2 separate regions of the Mus musculus genome follow, and region 1 is linked to region 2. Evidence: chromatin contacts called from public ChIA-PET data. All regions are on one chromosome and are shown on one strand. The core of a region is the stretch at or near the end of the contact, and the rest is flanking DNA. Distances in the headings are between cores, read along the strand shown.

Region 1 (4,616 bases), core at 523-3,022, 35 kb after region 2:
AGTGCCTGGTGACCCTGGGGGCACTAGGAGCTGCAGCTTTGGAATTCAAGAGCCCCATGTTTGGAGACAAGTTTTGTTCTGCTATTCATTAACACAATGGCTTTAGGCCTTCATTCACCTGAAACCTAGTTTCTTCATCTGTTAAGCAGGCATAGCAGTTTTTTAGTTTGTAGGGCTCTCATTATCAATGATAACAGTTCATCGTTAGTTGCATTGCATCCTTCCTTCGACACCCATCCCCCAACCTATGCTTATGTAACAGTCTATCGAATGCTGCCAGGTTGGTAAATGTCTTATCTCACCTTATCAACAGCACTATTCAGGGAGTGTCTTCTTCTTCTTTCTGGTTATTATCAGTGTTTGGAAAGCGAAGGAACTGAGCACCTTGAAGCTATATGTCTTGCCCAGGGTCACAGGATGAAGTAGTTAAGAACACAGATCTGCTATCTAACTGTAGTTTCAAACATAGGTTCTGTCAGTTACTAAACAGCTCTGGGATACAGTGTAACAACTAAGAAGCCTCAGGCTCAAGGCTCAGTCTGAGCCTCAGTTTTTTTCATCTCTAAATTGGGGATGTGAGGGACACTGACTTGGAAGGCACTCGTGAGAATTCAATGAGCAGAGTGCATATAGAGTGTTCAGCTCAGTCCTGCCCAATAAATATTTGCTGAGGTTATTATTACCAGCACCACCTCAGGGCCATGCTGAGGTCACCGTCACCCCTCCCCCCAGGGCCACGGTGTCTCTTGTTCTTTGGCATTTGGGACATGAGTGTGTGAATTTTGCAGAAGCCACAGAGCTGCTCTTTCATTACCTCACCACACACACTTCAAACCCATGACTTGGAAAAAGGACACTAAGCAGATTAGGACTCCATTTGGGGAATTAAATCAAAACTCAAGACTAACTCAATTTGGTTCTGAGGAGAGGGAAAGGTTAAAAGAGAATGAGCAGGCGTCTGGTGTGCTCTCCAAAGTGTAATTGGTCTGGATCTCCCAGTCTCTCCACTCCCCAAGGGTGGTGCCCAAGGGGGGCTCCCCTGGGGTGGAGGAATGGGAGAACTTCAAACCTAAGCAATTTGACAGTTGCTGGGGAATGATCCCAGAATACCTCCCCAAAGTGGATCCTCCTTTTTAGCTCCTCCTTGCCTTATGGATGCTGAGGGTCTCAACACTGAGTTCAGACTGAGAGTCTAGTAGGTGGGCCTCAATAAAATAAGGAGTCCTACTGAGGAAAACCTGTACCCAGTGTTGCTCTGAGGTGTCGAAGCACTACCGATATTGCTCTCTTGTTTTCTAGTGTATCTGTTTAGTCTAAAAGTATGATGAGCATGTATGCATAGAAGCAACTACTGTGTAAATACCCACTCGTCCTCATATATTTAGCTCAGATTATTCTGAGCACTGTAAACTACAAATAAAAGTCAATTCTTCAGGGAGAGTGACGATTTTTCTCAGCATTTTCTCCTGTGTTCTCAATATTCTCCACTCAAGCTATAAATAACCACTATTTCTCATTGCGCAAAAGGGGAAACTGAGGTTGGGGAAGATTAAGTAGTTCGTTCAGAATTACAGATTATGAGTGGATCCAAGGAAGATTACAAAACAGAGGTCAGAATCTTGAGCGAGAGGGCAAGGAGGGGCTAGATTGACCTAGCCTGGAAGCAGGAGGCACTCCTAAACCCAGAGATCTGAGAACGCCTGGGAGTTAGGAGGAGGGGCAAGGGAGGGACTCCTGGGCTGGCCAAACAGCGGGGCCTCGGGCGAGAGCGTCGCCAGCAAGTCCTCATTCTGCGATTACTGTCAGGGGACCATCCATCAGCACGGCCCAGGACGCTCAGGCCAGACTGCCCGCCGCCCGCCAGGGTCTTTCCAGATCGCATTAGCCCTGCCCAGGGCACAGTGCCGCAACGGTTATGAGCCGGTTGCACTGGGCAGGGGCGGGCACTGCAAGCTGCAGGAACATAGAAAGAAGTCCTCAAGAGCTCCCAGTTCCCAGCCTCCACATCCTCGGTGCTGGAGAGGCTCAGGAGAGAAAGGAAAATGCTCAGAAAACAGGGAGCTCTGGGAAGAAAACCAACTGGAGCAGAGGGGAAGAAACAGCCCCAAAGCCTCTTGGGGCAGAGAGGCTGAGAGGCAGAGAGGCAGAGGAGAGGCTGAAAGCAATAGCAGTGGGGGGTTGGGGGGGGAAGAAGGTAGAGAGACTCTCAAGAGCTGGAAAATAGTCTCCCCAGCATGGATAAGTACTCAAGTAACCCTGGCACTCAGGAGGCTGAGGCAGGAAAATAAGGAGTTGAAAGTCAGCCTGAGCCAGATTGTCATAGGCAGCAAACACCTTACAGATAATTCTTCTCCATTCACTGGCACCCCTAGTTTTAGAGATGAAGAATCAGACCCAGGGAAGTGCATTCCACACCTACAGACCCACTCCAGCTGATGGCTGGGTTAGCATTTGACCCTGACTCATAAGTTTCTTCAAACCACTATGTTTTACGTATCTGCTTTGGGCTGGGTCCAGGGGCTGACTGATCAGTTCCCCCTTCCCCAGAAGCTGCTGGTTCTGAGAGTTGAAATACAGCTGGAGGTTGAAGAAGAGCATCCAAGTCCCACAGTGTGGAGCCACTTTCTGTGTAGCTTTGAAGCAGCTCCTATAACTACATGCTCCCAAGCCACCACATGATCTATTCCATTGCTCAGAATCGTAGCTTATTTCCAGGATCGCTTCCATCTAACCTGCTAACTGGGGTTTGTTCAGCCATATACCTGGCATGCTGCTATATTTTACCCCTCAGATGAATAAGTATAACACCTGCTTGTAAATATTTGTCCACATCCATCCACTCACCAAAATATTTGGTTGGTTCCTGATGAGTAGCAGGCACCAAAGCTTAGAGCTTTCACCATGGCTCAAGGGAAGGCTTTAGTGAGACTCTCCACACAGCTCCGTGTGAGACATTATGCCAGCCAGGGGGCTCCAGATACTTGGTCCCTGTCCATGTAGATGATTGGCTTCTCTCTGGCTTCCTCCTCAGTCATCACTGGCTTTACAATATGATGGAGTCCCCAAATCCTTTTCAATTCATAGATAATCTTATCACTACTCCTTCCTCCTGGAACACAGTGCCTGAGCAGCTCCCGATGGCCTCCACAACCACTCGCTGACAGTCAGAAGTGCTTGCTTCTGTCTAAACCCAATCCTTCCTCCGCCATAGCCCAACATTACCACCTTAATGTAGGGTCTTGCCATGAAACACAGCCACTTTCTCTACAGTGCCTGTTCACCCAGGTGGCTAACTTTGTCTTAGGTAGTCAGGCAGGTAGGGATTCCTGTCACCAGGAAATCTGAAGTTCTATCTTCTCTGAAACAAGTGTTTGCTACTCAAGTCAGGATGGTTGTCCTATAGGAGGTTCTTTTCTTCTGGGGTACAATGTGAGTTTCTAACTCCAGCATCTTAGTTTCTGTATCAGTTCCAGGGAGATCTGGGGTGGAGGCTTAGGCCATGAGCAACTTTGTTTCCTATGGCCTGTTCAAGCCCAGCTCCCAGAAAGAGGTACAGAGAGAGGGTTTGGCATGTGGATACATCCACAGCCCCAGACTGAAGATTCAGCTAGTAGTATCAGTGTAATTCAGTCTTGTAGGTCATTTGTGCCACTATTGACACTGTATCCAGAGCAGGTGTCAGCAAGAGGCCTTGGCAATGACTCTGTGTCTTTGGATTAACTTCACATACATTGTCTGCTGTGCTGTCCAGTGCCATGCTCAGTGTCTGGCATAGAATATGTGCTCGTACAAATGGATGAATAAAGAACCCCAGAGGAACGATCAGAATCCTCAACGAGAGGCTGGGAACAGAGACACACAAAGGTTAACTGATTGACTCAAGGTCACATGTCTTGTCTGGAGCCAGGCCAAGTTTCCGTGGAAGAGCAGTTTGAGACTAGAGGGTGTTAGAAGGGAAAAAGGCAAGGACAACAGGAAGAAACTATCAGACCTGTATCAAGTTATCTCTTGAGCAACTCACTTCTGTACCTGGGTGGTACAGAAGTGAGTTGCTCAAGAGATAACTTGCTGAGAAAAATGAGGTTTAAGATGCACGCCTTTAAAAACCAGTCATGGAAGATTAATCCAGAGTAGATATACAGTTCTGCAAATAACATGGGCAAGTCAATGAGCAGGACAGGTCACTGAAGATCAGACAGAGAAAGAGAGAGAGAGCTAACTCTGAGGTCCAGATATCCAGTCCCCAGACCTTTGACAACCTTAAATGCTGTGTGATATCCACCACCCTTGTCCCCTCTAGGGATCTGGGAAAAGAAGGGACTGGATAAGGTATAAATTCACACTTTTGCTTTTCTTCTCATTGCTTTTATCTGGTTTTAATAATTTTTTGAATAGGAACTATACAAACATGTTTCAAAATTCAAAAGGCATCAAAAGTTATAACATGGGCTCAGCATTTAAGAGCACTGGCTGTTCTTCCATGGGACCTGGGTTCAATTCCTAGCACCCACATGGCAGCTCACAACTGTCTGTACCTCCAGTTCCAGGGGGGTGTGACATCCTTACACATACATACATACATACATACATACATACATACATACATACATTCCTGC
Region 2 (5,102 bases), core at 1,334-3,833:
ACAGAGAGAGAGAGAGGACAGAGATAGAAATGACAGAGAGAGACAGACACACAGACAGACTGACAGAAACACACACACACACACACACAGAGGACAGAGACAGAAATGACAGAGACAGAGAGACAGACTGACAGAAACACACACATACACACACAGATGACAGACAGAAACACATACACACACACACACACACACACACACACACAGAGAGAGAGAGAGAGAGAGAGAGAGAGAGAGAGAGAGAGAGAATAAAATTTAAAGTCTTCACACAGCTCCCTGCACCAATAGCCTTGTATCTCCATTCCCCTCACTCACAGCCTTTTGCTCCTCTTCCATGCACACAGCTGGTCCTCATACTTAAGGTTCAGGTCCAAATGAGCAAGGATCCTCCAAAAGCTCTGGGAGTTTGGGAGTCTCCTATAAGAGATGGCTGACCACCAGGGAATTCTTGTTTCCTCACCCAGCTACTGGGGGCGGGGGGGGGGGGGGGCGGGCGGGAGGAGGAGTGCTGTCTCTTAGGAAGAGGCTAACTAGGACTAAGTCATGGGTGCCAAGCCCTGGTGAGCCCAGGTTGGGGCTGGGGCTGGGGCCCTAAGCATTAGGCAGGGAAAGCAGCCAGAGGCACAGGCCCAATCTGCATCTTTTGACTTTACTGTGGTTCCTTCCCATTATAGCTCTCAAAGTGAACCCTAATTTGGAAGAGGGGACCCTCTCCCACATCCCAAAGGTGGTGAAAAGAATGTTGGGAATCTTCTCTTTTCAGTATCTCCCTCACGGAGCTTTTTTTTTTTTCTCTCCCTCTTCCCCCTCCTCATTCCCTTAATTGCAGATGTTCTAATTAAACCCTCAAATAGTTGTTATGCTGTTTTAAAAGGTACTTATTCAAGTGTCAACCAGGCTGTGCTGGGAGGAGGCAGCATAGGGCGGCGAATTAAAGGTAGATTGACTAATCACGGCGGCGATCATAATAATAAAATCAGAGGGAAAAAAATCACATTACGACTTTTCGTGGAAAGGAGGGAGCAGGCAGCCAGCGGCCGCCAGCCCTGTGCCGCCGACACAAAGAGTGCGGGCGATTCCGCGAGACTGATTTATGACGTTTTACAGCCCTATAAAAGCTGTAGCGAGGAGGCAAGCGCTCCTACCACCGCTGGCAGATTTAGTCTAATAAATAAAACATAAACAGTTAACTTTATGTGTCACTTTTATTGTTATCAAGTAAAATATAGCCGAGCCCCGGCAAGCTATGATTTTAAACTATAATTGTTATCAAGTACAACAAGGAGACCTGGCTCCCACCCTGGGCTTTCCCCTCTGCTGCCCCCCCCCCCAACTCTGAGTTATAGAAGATCACTTAATTGGAGTCCGATGACGAGGAGGCCACCCTTAGCTAAGGAACCAGTGGCTGGAAAAATAGTCCTTCCTTGCCCCATCTCTCTTCCCTGACTCTGCCACCTCCCGTGAGGATATTCTGTGTGTGTGGGTGACAGAGGGAGGGAGCAGGGCAAGAATAGGCCAGAGACCCCTGCCCTGCCTCCAAAGAGTAGTTACCTCACCTCTTCTTTTTGGAAGGCAGCCTGGAGCTGGCCCTTGGGAATATGTGTTTACATGTAAACACACGTGTTACACGGATATAGTCTCAGATTGGAAGCAAGCAGGCTCTGCCCACACAGGCTTCCCTTGAGGGTAAGACATGGAGGAAAAACTCTCAGGGCCTTGGGTCAGGGCACTGACTCCTGGCAAATGTCTCATCTTTTCTTCTTCTTCTTCTTCTTCTTCTTCTTCTTCTTCTTCTTCTTCTTCTTCTTCTTCTTCTTCTTCTTCTTCTTCTTCCTTCTCCTTCCTCCTCCTCCTCCTTCCTCCTCCTCCTCCTTCCTCCTCCTCCTTCTTTCTCCTCCTTCTTTCTCCTTCTCCTTTCTCTCTCTCTCTCTCTCTCTCTCTCTCTCTCTCTCTCTCTCTCTCTCTCTTTCACCATTCTGGCAGGTGCTGTGAGAAGTCAGAAGGCCAGGGAGCAGGAGTCACACAAGAGTCATCAGTAGTAGATCTCTGCTCTGGGCTCTGGGCTCTGGGGCCTGGGCCGGGAAGGACAGTGGGTAGCAGGGGTGTCAAGATTTCTGAAATCTGCTTTTGCCAACCACTTCCTGTCTTTCTTCAGAGGGGGCTCAAGCCCTAGACTTCCAGAAATGACATCAGGATCATTTGTATCCCGCTGCCTCAACCTGCCTAGTACTGCTGGGACCCTGTCTCCAAGGCCCCTTGGCCAAGAGGGTTGGGTGAGTGTGTATGGGATAGGGGAAATGGACTTGAGGATCCGTGAATGGGGTAGGGCAGTTCAGGCTCTCCAGCCTTCTAAGCTCAACCTCGGCCCCTCCCCATCCAACCTGCACTGAAGCCCTCATTGAACTTCCTCTTCCTGCGAAAGAGGGGCGCTGCCCTGTGACCTACACAGACTGCAACACGATTGCCATAATGGAGACCACTGGAAAGGCACTGGAGCTGAGGCCCACGGGGCCCACTGGAGGCCGGAGAGGAGACTCTGGGCGGGGGCTAGATCACAGCCTCCCGACAGCCCCCAGTGCCCAAACATTGGAGTCGAGCTGGGAGCCACCCATCTTTAGCAAGGAAGGATTGTCAGTCTGGTGGGGTGTGCAATGGTGAGCACCCCAGCTTCTGCCAGCCATCCCCCACCCCCACCCCCAGCAGCAGCAGCACCACCACCACATACACAAAAAATTGGATACATTTTGAATAAAGCGATTCGGTTCCTTATCCGGGGACTGGGTTGCTCGGTGTGATTGGCCGGCGGAGTCACATGGTGAAAGTAACTTTACAGGGTCGCTAGCTAGTAGGAGGGCTTTATGGAGCAGAAAAACGACAAAGCGAGAAAAATTATTTTCCACTCCAGAAATTAATGATCATGAGCTCGTATTTGATGGACTCTAACTACATCGATCCGAAATTTCCTCCATGCGAAGAATATTCGCAAAATAGCTACATCCCTGAACACAGTCCGGAATATTACGGCCGGACCAGGGAATCGGGATTCCAGCATCACCACCAGGAGCTGTACCCACCACCGCCTCCGCGCCCTAGCTACCCTGAGCGTCAGTATAGCTGCACCAGTCTCCAGGGGCCTGGCAATTCGCGAGCCCACGGGCCGGCCCAGGCGGGCCACCACCACCCTGAGAAATCGCAGCCGCTCTGCGAGCCGGCGCCTCTCTCAGGCACCTCTGCCTCCCCGTCCCCAGCCCCGCCAGCCTGCAGCCAGCCAGCCCCTGACCATCCCTCCAGCGCCGCCAGCAAGCAACCCATAGTCTACCCTTGGATGAAAAAAATTCACGTTAGCACGGGTAGGCAACTTTGCTTTTTGCCCCCCTCCCTTTCCCGGCGCTCCCCACCCTCCCTGGCCCCCTCTGGCCCCGTCCTCCTTTCTCTCCTTCCCCCTCTCTCTCCAGGAGCGACTCTGGGTTAGCACAATTGAACTGGATTTACGAGCGAGAATGGGTAATTACATCCCCCATAAATTTTATGGCTTAGCTACTCTGGGCAGTCCGAGCCATGTGCTACGATCTGTTATGTATGTGTGAAAACTATGCTTGCTTTCTAAGGGCGCATAAATAATTCAGTGTCGTTACAATGAGGATTCCCCTCTTATTACACTACAAAGTCTCTAGCTTCCTTCAACTTCTTTATAACCCATTTAGCTTGATGACTTTATTTCCACCACTCCCTCCTGTTCCTCAAAGCTGAGGATGGGGTGAGGGTGGGGGCAGGGAGCCTGCTGCCTCTGAACCCCACTATTTGCTTCCCCTCCCCCTTCCCCAGTGAACCCCAATTATAACGGAGGGGAGCCCAAGCGCTCGAGGACAGCCTACACCCGGCAGCAGGTCCTGGAATTAGAGAAAGAGTTTCATTACAACCGCTACCTGACCCGAAGGAGAAGGATCGAGATCGCCCACTCGCTGTGCCTCTCTGAGAGGCAGATCAAAATCTGGTTCCAAAACCGTCGTATGAAATGGAAGAAGGACCACCGACTCCCCAACACCAAAGTGAGGTCAGCGCCCCCGGCCGGCGCTGCGCCCAGCACCCTCTCGGCAGCCACCCCCGGCACTTCTGAAGACCACTCCCAGAGCGCCACGCCGCCGGAGCAGCAACGGGCAGAGGACATCACCAGGTTATAAGACATAACTTACACCCCTGCCCCCACCCTGTGCTCCGTGCCCCCCTCACACACAAATTGACTCTTATTTATAGAATTTAATATATATATATATATTTTGGTTCTTTTCTCTCTCTTCCTCTTGCCTCCTCCCTTGTCAGTTCCAAACAGACAAAACAGATAAACAAACAAGCCCCTTGCCCTTTTCCCTTGCTGTTAAAGACCCCTTTAAGCATGTGGTGTTGTCTTAGCATGGTACCTGCTGGGTTTTTGTTGTTGTTGTTTTGTTTTGGGTTTTTTGTTTTGTTTTGTTTTGCTTTGCTTTGCTTTTAAGGCCATTGGGGGGGGTATTTATTTTTTAAGAAAAAAAGCTGCAAAAATTATATATTGCAAGGTGTGATGGTCTGGTTTGGGTGAATTTCAGGGGAAATGAGGAAAAGAAAAAGGAAAGGGAGATTTGTAAGTGGAGTCTCATCCTCTCTCCTCCTCCTTTCCCCCCATCTCTTTCCTTAGGCCTTTTGCATTGAAAATGCACCAGGGGAGGTTAGTGAGGGGGGAAGTCATTTTAAGGAGAACAAAGCTATGAAGTTCTTTTGTATTCTTGTGGGGGGGTGGAAGGAGGGGGGAGGACAGCAAACAAAGCTAAATGCATCTGGAGAGCCTCTGGGAGCTGTTCAGTTTGAGGAGCCAAAAGAAAATAAAAATGAACTTTCAGTTCAGAGAGGCAGTCTGTAGGTAGATGCTCCCCCTACCCTCATCGTGGTTATTGTGTTTTTTGGACTGAATTTACTTGATTATTGTAAAACTTGCAATAAAGAATTTTAGTGTTGATGTGAAATGCCCCGTGATCAATAATAAACCAGTGGCTGTGAATTAGTTTTACGTCAATGTCTGATGGTTTCTTTTTAATCCCCCTCCTCCTGGTCTGGTGACACCTCACCTT

Evidence for each region. ChIA-PET counts read pairs in DNA pulled down with a chosen protein or histone mark.
Region 1: a contact with region 2 is called in an SMC1A ChIA-PET map of the G1E-ER4 cell line, with 15 read pairs. The contact joins the enhancer-like site here to the promoter of Hoxc4 in region 2. A contact is called at or near these places in 1 of 39 promoter capture datasets (embryonic stem cells), 1 of 15 datasets of contacts at CTCF or cohesin (the G1E-ER4 cell line), 17 of 484 Hi-C or Micro-C datasets (B cells, the G1E-ER4 cell line, LSK cells and 9 more), 7 of 115 datasets of contacts at active chromatin or transcription factors (embryonic stem cells, fibro-adipogenic progenitors, neural tube and 1 more) and 3 of 9 other capture datasets (adipose tissue, liver and pancreatic islet).

Annotation. Positions count from the first base shown.
Region 1 is chr15:103,067,564-103,072,179 of GRCm38.p6, forward strand. No RefSeq gene overlaps it. Among named protein-coding and RNA genes, the nearest start is that of Gm30528, 9.3 kb to the left of the region's middle. Within about 2 kb of position 1,773, at least 47 of the 459 cell types and tissues checked have an H3K27ac peak or open chromatin away from gene starts, as enhancers often do. A contact at or near this core is called in the G1E-ER4 cell line, the N1E-115 cell line, adipose tissue and 2 more, where this site is marked.
Region 2 is chr15:103,031,812-103,036,913 of GRCm38.p6, forward strand. It overlaps Hoxc4 (homeobox C4), which reads left to right and starts at 2,584. Exons shown (of 2, transcript NM_013553.2): 1 at 2,584-3,350; 2 at 3,826-5,041. The coding sequence starts at 2,912. The coding sequence ends at 4,181. The region is part of intron 2 of Gm30528 (a long non-coding RNA gene); the gene reads right to left.